Linked DNA regions of Rattus norvegicus: region 2 is linked to region 1. The links are chromatin contacts, called in public Hi-C maps. All regions are on one chromosome and are shown on one strand. The core of a region is the stretch at or near the end of the contact, and the rest is flanking DNA. Distances in the headings are between cores, read along the strand shown. Region 1 overlaps Papss2 (3'-phosphoadenosine 5'-phosphosulfate synthase 2). Region 2 overlaps Papss2 (3'-phosphoadenosine 5'-phosphosulfate synthase 2).

What was found. Hi-C and Micro-C count contacts between places; a contact is called where the count stands out from the background.
Region 2: a Hi-C map of liver shows a contact between it and region 1, with 3 times the contacts expected there. The contact joins two enhancer-like sites. A contact is called at or near these places in 7 of 12 Hi-C or Micro-C datasets (the A7r5 cell line, the Rat2 cell line, Schwann cells and 4 more).

Annotation. Positions count from the first base shown.
Region 1 is chr1:239,883,668-239,889,620 of GRCr8, reverse strand. The region is part of intron 1 of Papss2 (3'-phosphoadenosine 5'-phosphosulfate synthase 2); the gene reads right to left. Among named protein-coding and RNA genes, the nearest start is that of Papss2, 19 kb to the right of the region's middle. Within about 2 kb of position 2,265, at least 3 of the 93 cell types and tissues checked have an H3K27ac peak or open chromatin away from gene starts, as enhancers often do. A contact at or near this core is called in liver, where this site is marked.
Region 2 is chr1:239,945,561-239,951,513 of GRCr8, reverse strand. It overlaps Papss2 (3'-phosphoadenosine 5'-phosphosulfate synthase 2), which reads right to left. Exons shown (of 12, transcript NM_001106375.2): 9 at 5,839-5,953; 10 at 2,994-3,262; 11 at 1,722-1,951; 12 at 1-652. The coding sequence ends at 511. Among named protein-coding and RNA genes, the nearest start is that of Atad1, 53 kb to the left of the region's middle. Within about 2 kb of position 3,238, at least 6 of the 93 cell types and tissues checked have an H3K27ac peak or open chromatin away from gene starts, as enhancers often do. A contact at or near this core is called in liver, where this site is marked.

The DNA.
Region 1 (5,953 bases), core at 1,016-3,515:
CGAGTGTGAACAGGATCTAAAATTGAGCCAAGGCTGCACAATTCTGCAGCTTGTCTAGGTATCTTTGGATTTTCTAGTTAAAATGAGTAGATTTATGGTATGAAAATGACCCTCCCCAGCGAAGGCATCTTTAAGAAAGTCCCTTCGGTATTGGGGAGAGAACTCCAGTGGTAAAGTGATTGCTACACAAGCACAAGGACCGAAGCTTGATTCCCCAGCACCTTCATAAAACGTCTGCTATGGCAGTGCCTGTCACCCCTGGGCTAGGAGGCAAAGGCCGGAGAATCTCTGACGCTCTAGCGAGTGACTGGAGTCCAGTGGGTGTGCTTATGTGCACTAAGACACTGTCTCAAAAACTAAGATGGAGAGCCACTGAGGAAGACACTGGATGCTAAACTCTGGCTTTTACACGCATGTGAGTCCACATGTACATACATGAGCATGTACTGCACATTCAAGTGGTGACTGTCATCTTAGAGACTGGAGAAATGTCTCCATTGGTAAAGTTCTTGTTCATTTTTTAGCATTCATATACAAATAACCATGCATGGTGGCACATGCCTGTCAGGTGATCCTGGGGAGGCAGAGGCAGGAGAACCCCTAGGACTTGCTGGCCAGCCAGTCTAGCCAAACCAGTGATCTCTGGGTTCAGTGAGAGATCTGTCTTACTTCTGGCCTCCACATGTACATGCATACATGTATACCCACATGAACATGAACATACCACAAACATGGGCATACGCGTGTGGGTTGGAGAGGCTTCTTCATTCTTTGAGGAAAAGCTGTGAGACTTGCTCATTTAGAATCTCTTCAAAATTCTCGTAACCATCCGAAAACTCTGAAATGTTGAGTATGACTGAGATCACACACGACAGTTTCTTTTCACCCGGACACTTGTTCTTGACATTACAACCTCTTGCCGGACACTCTTCTGTTTTGAGATAGAGATCTCATTATATGACCCACGCTAGCCCCCTTCTGGTGACTATTCTGTCCTCTGCCTCCCAAGTGCTGGGATTACAGGTGTGCACCCACCATGGCGCCTGGTTACTTGGTAGTCTCTTTAATTTTTGTGTAAGCATGCATTCAGGAATAGCAAAGCTGTGTCTGGATTTCACAGTGCTCCTGAGTGCACAAGCCAGGAGCTCTGAGAAATACACAGGTAAAGAAGTAGAAAAATATCCACGGCATGGAAGACTACTGACTTGCGTCTCCAGCCAAATGCCGGTTGTGTTTTCTGCCTGACAATTCTTGCTTGTGTTGTCGGATGGTCAGAAGTGACCTCTTCCCCAGCTCAGATGTGAAGGCCATAAAATCCAAGCATCAACATCTCCATCCCATTTGACATGGGACAAAATCAGTCCAGCTGAGGACCAGTAACAGGAATGAAGAGAGTCTGACCACCCACAAGCAGTGTGTGTGACACACTTTCATAGGTGCGATATGAAGCTAAGGGAGACGTGCCCAGGAGTGTCTGCAAAGCTCAATTCTGTCTGAGAGGCCTGAAAGCAGCCACGGCTGAGCAGGAGGGAAGCACTAGGGAGGTAGGAGGTACCCTGTTTCCTCACCTGGGTGCTGGTTATACAAGCATGCTCACCTCATGAAAATCTCCTGAACAGTATCCTTTAGGTTTACAGTTTTTTTATTCATGTATATTACCTTGAAATAAAAAGCCATGAAATGTGGGTCAATGGTGCTACAAAAATGGGGCATGTCAAGGTGACCCAGGAGGGACTTAACACCTTCCTAACAGGGTGTCAATTCATCCTTTAGTAGACCCACCACAGGTCCTACTGGCCCACCCCAAACTGAAACAGAAACCCACTGTGCTCCGCTGATGAATGAAAGCTTGTTCTTGCCTCACACTTAGCCAGGTGCCAAAGCCAAGGCTGAACCTCCGATTCCAGCTCAGCTCTGACTGGAAAAGCACAGGCTCCAAACAGATTTCAGTGTGACACTGAGTTAGAGAACAAACGTGAGAGACTCACTCTGGTGAGAAAGAAAACACTTCCCAAACCTGGGAGCCTAATTAAGCCCCTTTGGGGAGTGCCACTTCCCAAACCTGGGAGCCTAATTAAGCCCCTTTGGGGAGTGCCAAGGTGACCTTCCGACAGCTGTGGTTAACTGTTAGTACTTGTTAGTACTAATTAGGGGCGTTCTGATTCATTTACATTCTTGATCTCAGTTGATCAATAACTTGCCCTTACAACAGTGGGCCAGATAGGAAAATGGAGTTTGTGACCTTTCACCCCAACTGAGTTAGAGATGCAAGATCCAGGGCTAATAATCTAATCAATAACAAATCAACACACACCCCATACTACTCAGCTAAGAACCTTAAGGCACCAAGAGTTACTTTTAGCCCTTAAGCCTCGCCTATGTTTTGAGAACTCTGCATGTGAGCGAGCTATCGTTCATAAATTAGAGATGGACAAATGGTTCTCACAGGCATATCGTGTCCCTGCACATCTTGTGAACGGGGCTAACTGGTATCTAGTCTGTCTTTTTCCAGAACCAGTTTCAGGATGAGGCTGTATTTGTGGCTTCTCTCCCGAAATGAGCTCAGTGTTTATGGCATGTGAACTTTACGGTCCATTTGCCTCTAGGGAGGCTGGGAATGAAGAAACGACACGCGTGTAGGTGATCAGAATGCTTGCCAGGCCATGAGCAGCAAAGCCCCGTGCTTCTGATCCAGAAAGTTCCCATGGTCCGCTATCATCCAGGAAAGTACAGCAAGTTCGTTGTAAAGGGGGAAAGTCTCAGCTCCCTGCCTTATCCTCGCTAAACTAACTGAGGGAAAGGGAGAACCTCTTCAGTTACAAACCCACTGGAGACCCCATCAGTCTCCAACAGACAATCCTAACGGTCTCAGAAATGGCCCCGGCTGCACTAAATGGGGTCGCAAAACAAAACCAAAATCGATAGTCTCCAAAAGCGACAGGGAGTCAGTCTGGATTGACTGAGGTGGGAGGAAGCTAGATGACTAGGGGAGGGTAGTCAGCCTGTTCATATACATGCAAAAACTGGCAAAGAACAAAATTTTAAAAGAAAATCCCGAGGACTCTCCACATTCCTGACTGCGTACATAACCTTTGTCTTGGCCTCTCCAATATCCGTATAGATACATTGTATGTCAAAGCTATTTAGATGTGTAAGTTTACTTTCTCTACATTTTTAAATTATTTTCCTTGAACAGTTTATCTACCCACACTGCTCTCTGCTGGAAGTAATAATATGGTTAGTTTCATCCTTATCTTTTGAGAGATAGCATATGGATTTATGTCTTTTTCTTTTCTTTTTTTTTTTTTTGTCTAAAATGTTACTTGACAGTAGGTTTCATTTTAGATTCTCCTAAATGTGCTTGGAGAGTCTCCAACACTGATATATTAGCCCACTGAATCATTTTTAATCAATTCTCACCATGCGCGTGTTATTACAGCAGCACAGTATACGGATGGTTCAATCATCCTATTCGTTGACGTTTTACCTTGCTTCCAACGTTTTGTCGTTATAGGACTTCAGCTATGTCCCTGTGCCTTCATAATCGCACAATGACAACCGTAAGCCACTTGCTTGCAAGATCTCTATGTGCCAGGATTTGAGTTGCTAGCTTAAGGAGCACACACACACACACACACACACACACACACACACACAAAGTTAAATTGTGATGGGCTTTGCCAAATCTCTGTAGAGGCTGTGTCAGTACAGCTCTGCTAGGAGTGAGTCCCGATGTTCCCCCACAGCCCCTCCTATACCACACGCTGCCTAAAAGCTTTTACCTTTGTCCACTGAGAAACAAAAAGCAAACCTCTTACTTTTAGCGTCATTTCTTATAGTAAGGTTCAATATTTTTCATACATTTAGAGACACTTTTTAATTTTCTTTTCTAAAGCTTTGATTTTCCTTAATTAAAAATGTATATATGGTTTTTTATTTGCTTTTGAGACGGGAGTGTTCAGTGTGGTCTGGGCTCCTTGAAAACTGGCAGTGACTGTCCCTCCTTCGAGCCTCGAGTGGCTGTGTGACATCACACTCTGATATTTGCATTCTTCCTGCACTTTATACATTACTTTGCATACTTTAGAAGCATTGGCTTATAAGGACGTTTGATATTTTGGAAACAGCCCATATCTTCTAGGAGCTGCTTATTATTTCTCAGGGTCCCTATCTTTTGCTTTTTTTCTGTTTTAAAATTTTAGTATTTAAAATATTTTTTATTTCACTCATCAGTTTTTATGAGTGCCAGAGCACAGTTTGTGGGAGTCGGTGGTCTTTCAAAATGTCCGTCCCAAGCACGAGATTCCCATTGTCCGGTTTGGCAGCAAGAGCCCTTGTGCCGAGCCATCGCACTGGCTTCTAAAATAGTTTCATATTAAAAACATGCTATGGTATCTGAGTGTAGGGCATAGCCATTCTGAGACTATAGATCAGTTTTCTTCAGTTCTGTGCTATTTATTTTAGTACTTTTGTGGTTGTTGTCGTTTTCTTAGAGCAAACTTCATTTTAAAATCAATTCTTGAAATGCTTGACCTCATTTAATGAGGTGCAGCATTTCTTCAAAACAGTTTTTTTCCTCAGCTAAATGGATTTTTCTTTTAACCTTCATCTTTTGGTTGCCACTGACCTATGTACTAAGATATAGCATGACTCAAAGTCCAATTCACCACGTGTGTGCGCACACACAGTATTAACATTATATAAAGAATGCGGTTATCCTGTGAAGACAGATAATCTTCCAGGGCTAACTTTCTTTTTCTCGTACTCGCTGAAGACTGAACTGGAGCACCCGGTGGGTGAGTGTCTCTACATGGAGCTGTCTGCTCAGTCTTCCAGGAGAAAACTCCACAAAGAACGTCTACTGTGCAAAAATGTGGAATTATATTGCTCACAACAAGGTAGATGACCGAGAGGAGACAGAACTTCCCCGGGGAGGCAACTCACTTAGTTATCAGTTCTGCTTCTTTCCACACAGGGTTGTAAAGGGACTTGGCAAGGAAGTGCCTTCTCTTTATGTCTACCCTCGCTCCTGTGTACCCAGCTGTTTCATCTCTCTCATCTGACCCCAAAGTATTCTGACATTCATTTTACATTCAGAGACTTACATAGGAAAACAAAAGAGAAAGCACAGATTTTACCTTTCATACACGTATTTGTTTTTCAAAATAGTGTAACTAAATTCACTTCAAAATAATAGGAAAGGAAGAAGGTAAGGAAGGTGCCCCCCCAACATGCAAATAATCATAGAGAGAGGAAACTCAGCATTGGGAACTGATATAAGGAGCTTGAGACTTGGCACAGCATTAGAAGAAGCCCTGAGGGCCAGCGGAAAGAATGGAAACAGGTGACCTGGGGGGGGGGGTGGTGGTGGTTGGGAAGACACTCTAGAATGTACCAGAGACCTGGTGAGTGAGAGACTCTCAGGACTCAAAGGGAGGTTGACCATAGATGAAAGGCCCTACAGTGGGGAGAGGGAACTTATTGAACCCACCTCCAGAAGAAAGACAGGGCATCAAGTGAGGGATGGGGTTGCTATCCCACAGTCAAAACTCTGACCCATAATTCTTACCTTCTGAAAAAAATGCAGGGATAGAAATGGAGAAGAGCCTGAGGAAAAGAAGGGCCAGTGACAGACTCGAAGTGGGATCCAGCTCAAGGGGAGGCCCTAAGACCTGTAACCTTTTTTGAAGCTATGCAGTGTTCACAAAAAGGCACCTATCAAGACCGTTCTCTAAAAGACCCAACAAGCAGCTGAAAGAGTCAGATGCAGATGTGTGCACCCAACCAACGAACAGAAGCTGCTGACCCCTCTGAATTAGGGAAAAGCTGGAGGGAGCTGAGGAGGAGGGCAACCCTGTAGGGAGGACCAGCAGTCTCAATTAACCTGGACCCCTGAGATCTCTTAGACACTGGATCACCAACCAGGCAGCATACAGTGGCTGAGATGTGGCCC
Region 2 (5,953 bases), core at 1,989-4,488, 61 kb before region 1:
CCATGTGTAGTCACGAAGTAAAAAGTCCTGATATGAAACATTTCCTTCAAGATGACTCTGTGTGTGTGTGTGTGTGTGTGTGTGTGTGTGTCTGTGTGTGTGTGTGTGTGTGTGTGTGTGTGTGTGTGTGTGTGTGTGTGTGTGTTTGGTGACATTAGAATTCCAGGCTGGCAAAAGTAAGCCAGAAAGTATGATTCTGTCCTGGGCAAGTCAGCTAGACATGTAGTCACATTTTTAAGAAATCTGAGACATATATGCTGAGATGAAGTAGTATACAAGTGCTTTCATTCTGGAATGTACAACAATGTTTTCACCTAAGACTTAGTCTCCAGTGTGAGTTTCATAGACATAATGAAGTTGGTTTTAAATTATAGACACAACTTTTTACTTCATTGCAAAATACTAACTTTAAAAAGTCATCAAGAAGCAATTGGATACAGAGCCGCTAATCACAAAAATAGAAAAAAATCGTCATAGAGCACTTGAGAAAGAAACCAGAGCCGGGAGCACCTAGTTGATCTTCTCCAGAGACCTGTAATAATCTGTCAACACTTTCCATGCTTTGGGGGCCATGAAGCCATCTGGGGGATCTTCTCCTTCCCGGGCGAGCTTCCTCATACGAGTTCCTGAGATGAAGTCAAACTCATCGTGCCTGTAAGTACAGCAACAGAGAGTTCAGCAGAGGTAAGCGACAGCCGCTTTAAAGATCCCTGGGGCTAGGTTGCTAATCTTTAGTTCTTTGGTTTTTTTGTTTGTTTTTTTCCCGCTAAATGCTTTTTTTTTTAAAAGCTAAATGCTTTAAAATAGACAGTCCTCAGTCTTCAGCTCTGAATCTTATAGAGCAAAGGAAGAATAAAGGCAGGTGTCCATGCTGTGATTCTTGTGCACCCGTTCTTTTTTTTTTTTGGTTCTTTTTTTCGGAGCTGGGGACCGAACCCAGGGCCTTGCGCTTCCTAGGTAAGCGCTCTACCACTGAGCTAAATCCCCAGCCCCCTGCACCCGTTCTTTTATATCTTGATGCCAGAGATTATCTTGTGTGCACTTGTATAGGCCAGGAATGTGCCATAAACTCTCACTGAAAATTGTGTCTGCCTATGTCCTTTCACTTAAAATGCATATCTATGGGAAGGGACAATTGTGTCTGCCTATGTCCTTTCACTTAAAATGCTAGGCACTCACAGTGCATACATAAGGCATAGCTATGGGAAGGGACAATTGTGTCTGCCTATGTCCTTTCACTTAAAATGCTAGGCACTCGCAGTGCATACATAAGGCATAGCTATGGGAAGGGACAATTGTGCTACTGTTTCATCTTGCCTGGCATGGCCTACAGCTTGATGTAGCCAAAGATGACATTGTCATTTTGATCATGCCGCCTCTGGCTCCCTTGTGCTGTGACTATAGACATGTGTTACTATGCCCAGCTCAAGAGCCTTCTGTGAGGTTGCTGGAGATCAAACCCAGTGCTATTCACATGCTAGGCAAGTATTCTATGAGTCAGCTATAGCCATCAGACCAAAGAGAGATGTTTATGGATCAACACCTACATGCAGAGGACTCGGCTAACAATGTCGGGGGACACAGCATTTGCAAGAGCAGGTCTAACTCAGGATAGTGTCTTTCCAGTTGGAAGCATGTAGGCTGGAGACTTTGTCCAGAGGGTCAAGTTTTGCCTCATCAGGACAATTGTCATGTCAACTCTTTTTCCTCTAGACACTTACCTTGCCGGATCATAAAAGTCCATGGCCTTCTTAATTTTATTGTAGGCAGCCACTCGGAATGGAATGATTTCCACAGAGGTGAGGCCAGGGGCCATGCTCAAGACCTTACCACCATGGGTAGGTTCGTATAGGTCTTTCTTTGTCTCAGGGTGAGGCATTCCTGCAGGATCCCTACCCACGATGTAGAAATTGGCCCCTGCAATCATTCGGCACCTGCAGTGCCACTGGACCTGGAAAATACCACATAGGGAGCATGGTGGTCATGGGCCAAGTCCACAGGTTCCTCTCTATGCTGAGCCTTTTAATTCTGCTTTTGAACTGATTGAAAGGGGCAGGTCACTTTAAAAGTCGTGAGGAAGTCCTAGGGTCTAAGCCTCGAGCACTGTTCAAGCTGGGTCGTATTGGATAGGACAGGAGTTTTAAAGTCACGAGCTATGGGAGTCTCTCTTAATAAAGCAAGCAGTTAAGAATTTGGTGTACTTACTGTTTGTACTTTGTACCTACTGTTACAAAGGGCCGTGTGAACTACAGATTCTAAGTGATCATCTGACTGCCAACAATGAACTAATTACTGCATTACCTTCTAAACAATTCCTGGGTCCTGGTGAGTCAGAGTAGAACAATCGGAACTAAGAAATTGTCAGCTTAGTTTAGTGGCGACATGAGAAACGTTGTTACCCTTAGTCTCGGACATTTAAACACTTGGTCCCAAGTTGGGGCCGCTGTCAGGGAGGTTTAGGCGGTACAATCTTGCCGACAGAAGTCTGCCACTAGGGGGAGCTGTGAGTTTAAAAGCTTCACCTACTTCCACTTTGCTCTCTGCTCTGATCACGCTGTGGTAAAGGGTGTACGCTTAGCTTCCTGCTCCTGCCCTCAAGCCTGCTGCTTGCTGCCAGACTTCCCTGCTACGATAGACTTACCGTCCTGCTGCAACCGTAAGGCCACATGAACTCAGGTTGCCCTGGCCGTGGTGTTTTATCACAGCAATAGAAAGGTAATACGGGTAAGATGCTACTTGCCGTGTGACTCAGGTGAGCTGTGCTATCTACCTACCTCAGTCACACGCCAGCCTCCACACTCTCTAAGCAATGTGTTTATACATGTCAGACTTGATGCTTCTAGCATCTTTACAAATACAAACTCGAAAAGGTTAAGCTGGGGTGGGGAAGGTAGAATGTTCTCATTAAGAACTGTTTCCCAAGACGAATTTACATGTCTAATACACTTTAGCCGGTGTTCTTAGCGTTTGGCCCAGCTCAGACAATCGCTCACCTCTGTAGGCCCAGCGTATAACATAGGAGATGGGAAGATGGCGACAATAGTCGACTTGGGATCCAGGATCCCTTCCTCCAGCACAGCCGCATGCTGTTTCATCCTCCAGTCGAGAGGTACGTCATCGTCCTTGGTCCAGCCCCCGAGAGGGTGCAGCAGGAGGACCGGGTGCTTGTAGCCCCTCTCCAGGAGCCTGCGCCGGGTGTCTTGCATCAGCAGAGCGTGGCCGTTGTGGACAGGATTGCGTAACTGGAACGCAAACACGGCATCTAGGAAAGGAGAGCCAAGGTTCGGAGTAAGCAATATGGCTTGTCCCTAAGAGCAGACGGGAAGATGAACCGGAATATTACTCAGTTCCTTCATTCAGTCTTGAACCTTTTGATAATGGGAGAATAGGCCGGGGCTGTTAGCTCAGATGCTTAGACAGAATGGGATGCAAAGGCAGGAAGCCACATAGGAGAAAGCACGACTCAGGAATCAAAACGTGCTGTCTACACCTTTCCTGACGCCCTAGACGTCAGCACTCACCTGCTCCCTTGTACCTGCCGCGGGCTCCCCTTTATGAGAGCCTGCATGTAGAGCACATAGGAATGTGAATGGGGCTACAGTCTACAGATGAAAGACAACCGCACCTTCTCCTCAAGTCCTGGAAACAATGGCACTCGTGATGGACTCATGAAGTCTGTATCCTTTTTTCTAGTTCTAAAATGTAATCAATATATTTCCATTGTAGGACACCTAGGAAATATATAAAAGCCCAAAATGGACAATGAAAATCATTGCTTCCTATCACTACTTCTCTCTTAAAATGTACAGAACAAAATGTGAAGGGTTTCCTTTCTTGTCCCACCATCCCCAAGAAGGGTCACTGGCGTCTGGTGCTCTCAGAGTCCTTTGTACTTCTATAGACAGAAGTAGGTTAATTGTTTTTTTTTGTTGTTAGTTTGTTTTTTTCCAACTTTCTTGTTTTCCAACATATGTCTGTGCTATATATATTGCTTTGCAAATGCTTTTGCACTTTTTTTATGTTTATTTTTATTTTATGTCTATGAGTACAGTGTCGCTCCCTTCAGACACACCAGAAGAGGGCATCGGATCCCATTACAGATGGTTGTGAGCCACCATGTGGTTGCTGGGAATTGAACTCGGGATCTCTGGAAGAACAGTCGTTGATCTTTATTTTTAAAGATTTATTTATTTATTTTATGTATGTGAGTACACTGTAGCTGTCTTCAGACACACCAGAAGACAGTATTGGATCCAATTACTGATGGTTGTGAGCCACCATGTGGTTGCTGGGAATTGAACTCAGGATCCCTGTAAGAGGAGACAGTGCTCTTAACCACTGAACCACCCCTCCAGCCCATGCTTTTGTACTAACAGATACTTAAGAATTACTCTGCACCTGCATGTGTTAAGCTGCAGCATAGTGTTCCGGTGTGGAAGTGTACACAGCTGTGATCCAGACGAACCGGCAGATCGCATCACTTGGGGAGAGATGACTCCAAGATTAAGAATGGTAATACTCTTTCAGAGGACCCAAGTTTGACTCACAGCGCCCGAGTCAGACAGCTCACAAAGTGCCTAGAACTCTGGCTTTGGGGGATCTGACCCCACAGGCACCTATACATACATACCCCCATATCTAATTATAAGTAAGATACTTTTTTTTCCAACATGATATTTTTATTGTTTCTTTGGAAATTTCACATCATACATCCCCTTACACTCATTTTCTAGTCCTCCCCATGTGCACCCTTCTCCTGACCTTTCCCCTCAAGAAATAAATATTAAAAAACAAAAACAAAAACCAAGACCGGTTTGTTTTGCCTGTGTATTCTTTGGGACATGGCCAAACGCTCAGTGGCCTGCCCCTTAAATAGAACTGAGTGCTCCCCTCCCACGCCCCTGCCAGATGCCATCAGTTGTGGAGAGCTACAACTCAGCATCCTTATCAGACTCTAAGAGTCAGAGAGATGGCTCAATGGCTCAGCGGTTAAGAGCACTGACTGCTCTTCCAGAGGTCCTGAGTTCAAATCCCAGCAGCCACACGGTGGCTCACAACCATCTGTGATGAGATCTGATGCCCTCTTCTGGTGTGTCTGAGGACAGCTACAATTTACTGATATGGGATGAATAAATAAATCTTTAAAAAAAAGAGTTCTCTTCAATGGCTTCCTGTTTAGGCTACTACTCTTTTGGGGGATGGGAGTGAGGACTGGGGTGGGGGAAGGGTTGTTACAGAAGGCTTCCATGTCCCTCTTTGTCAACTACATCTGCAGTCATCAACATCACTGCAAAAGACTTCCTTGTTCCTTACAGTCGGCAGGAGCACAGAGCATGGCCTTCCACATGGTTTCTGTCAGCAGCTCTCAGACCACGAACATGGCTCCCAGCTGCATCAGGACTATGGACCCAGACAAGGCCCTTGGAGCCAACCTGGACCACATACATGACCAGGGCTTCTGGCAGCAGCACGGTCCACAGACATCAACATGACTCCATGAGGCAGCATAGACTCAGACGTCACCACGTTCTCAGGTGGCGGCACAGGTCACTCACATTGATATGGCCCCTGGCAGCAGTATGATCTATGGACAGCAAACCTGGCTAGCTTCATTCATGTATATAATTCAGTCAGGAGTGGCAGTGATGTCTGCAATGTCAGCATTTGGGAGCAGAAGTCCAATCAAGAATTCAAGGTTACCATTGGCTATTTAATGAATTCAATGCCAGCCCATAAATGGGGGAAAAAAGGAAAAAAAAATCCAATTCCCAATACACTTAAATTTTTTGACCAGAGCGCTAAGGGGTATTGACAGATGCGCTAGAATCTGTTACGTACCAGCATCCATGTCTTTACACTTCTGTTTGAGCTCTAGAGGCGTCAGGCGGTACTGGTCCAGCCCATCATTCCACCGTATTCTCTCTAGCACCTGAAGGTCTCCACCAACAAGCCA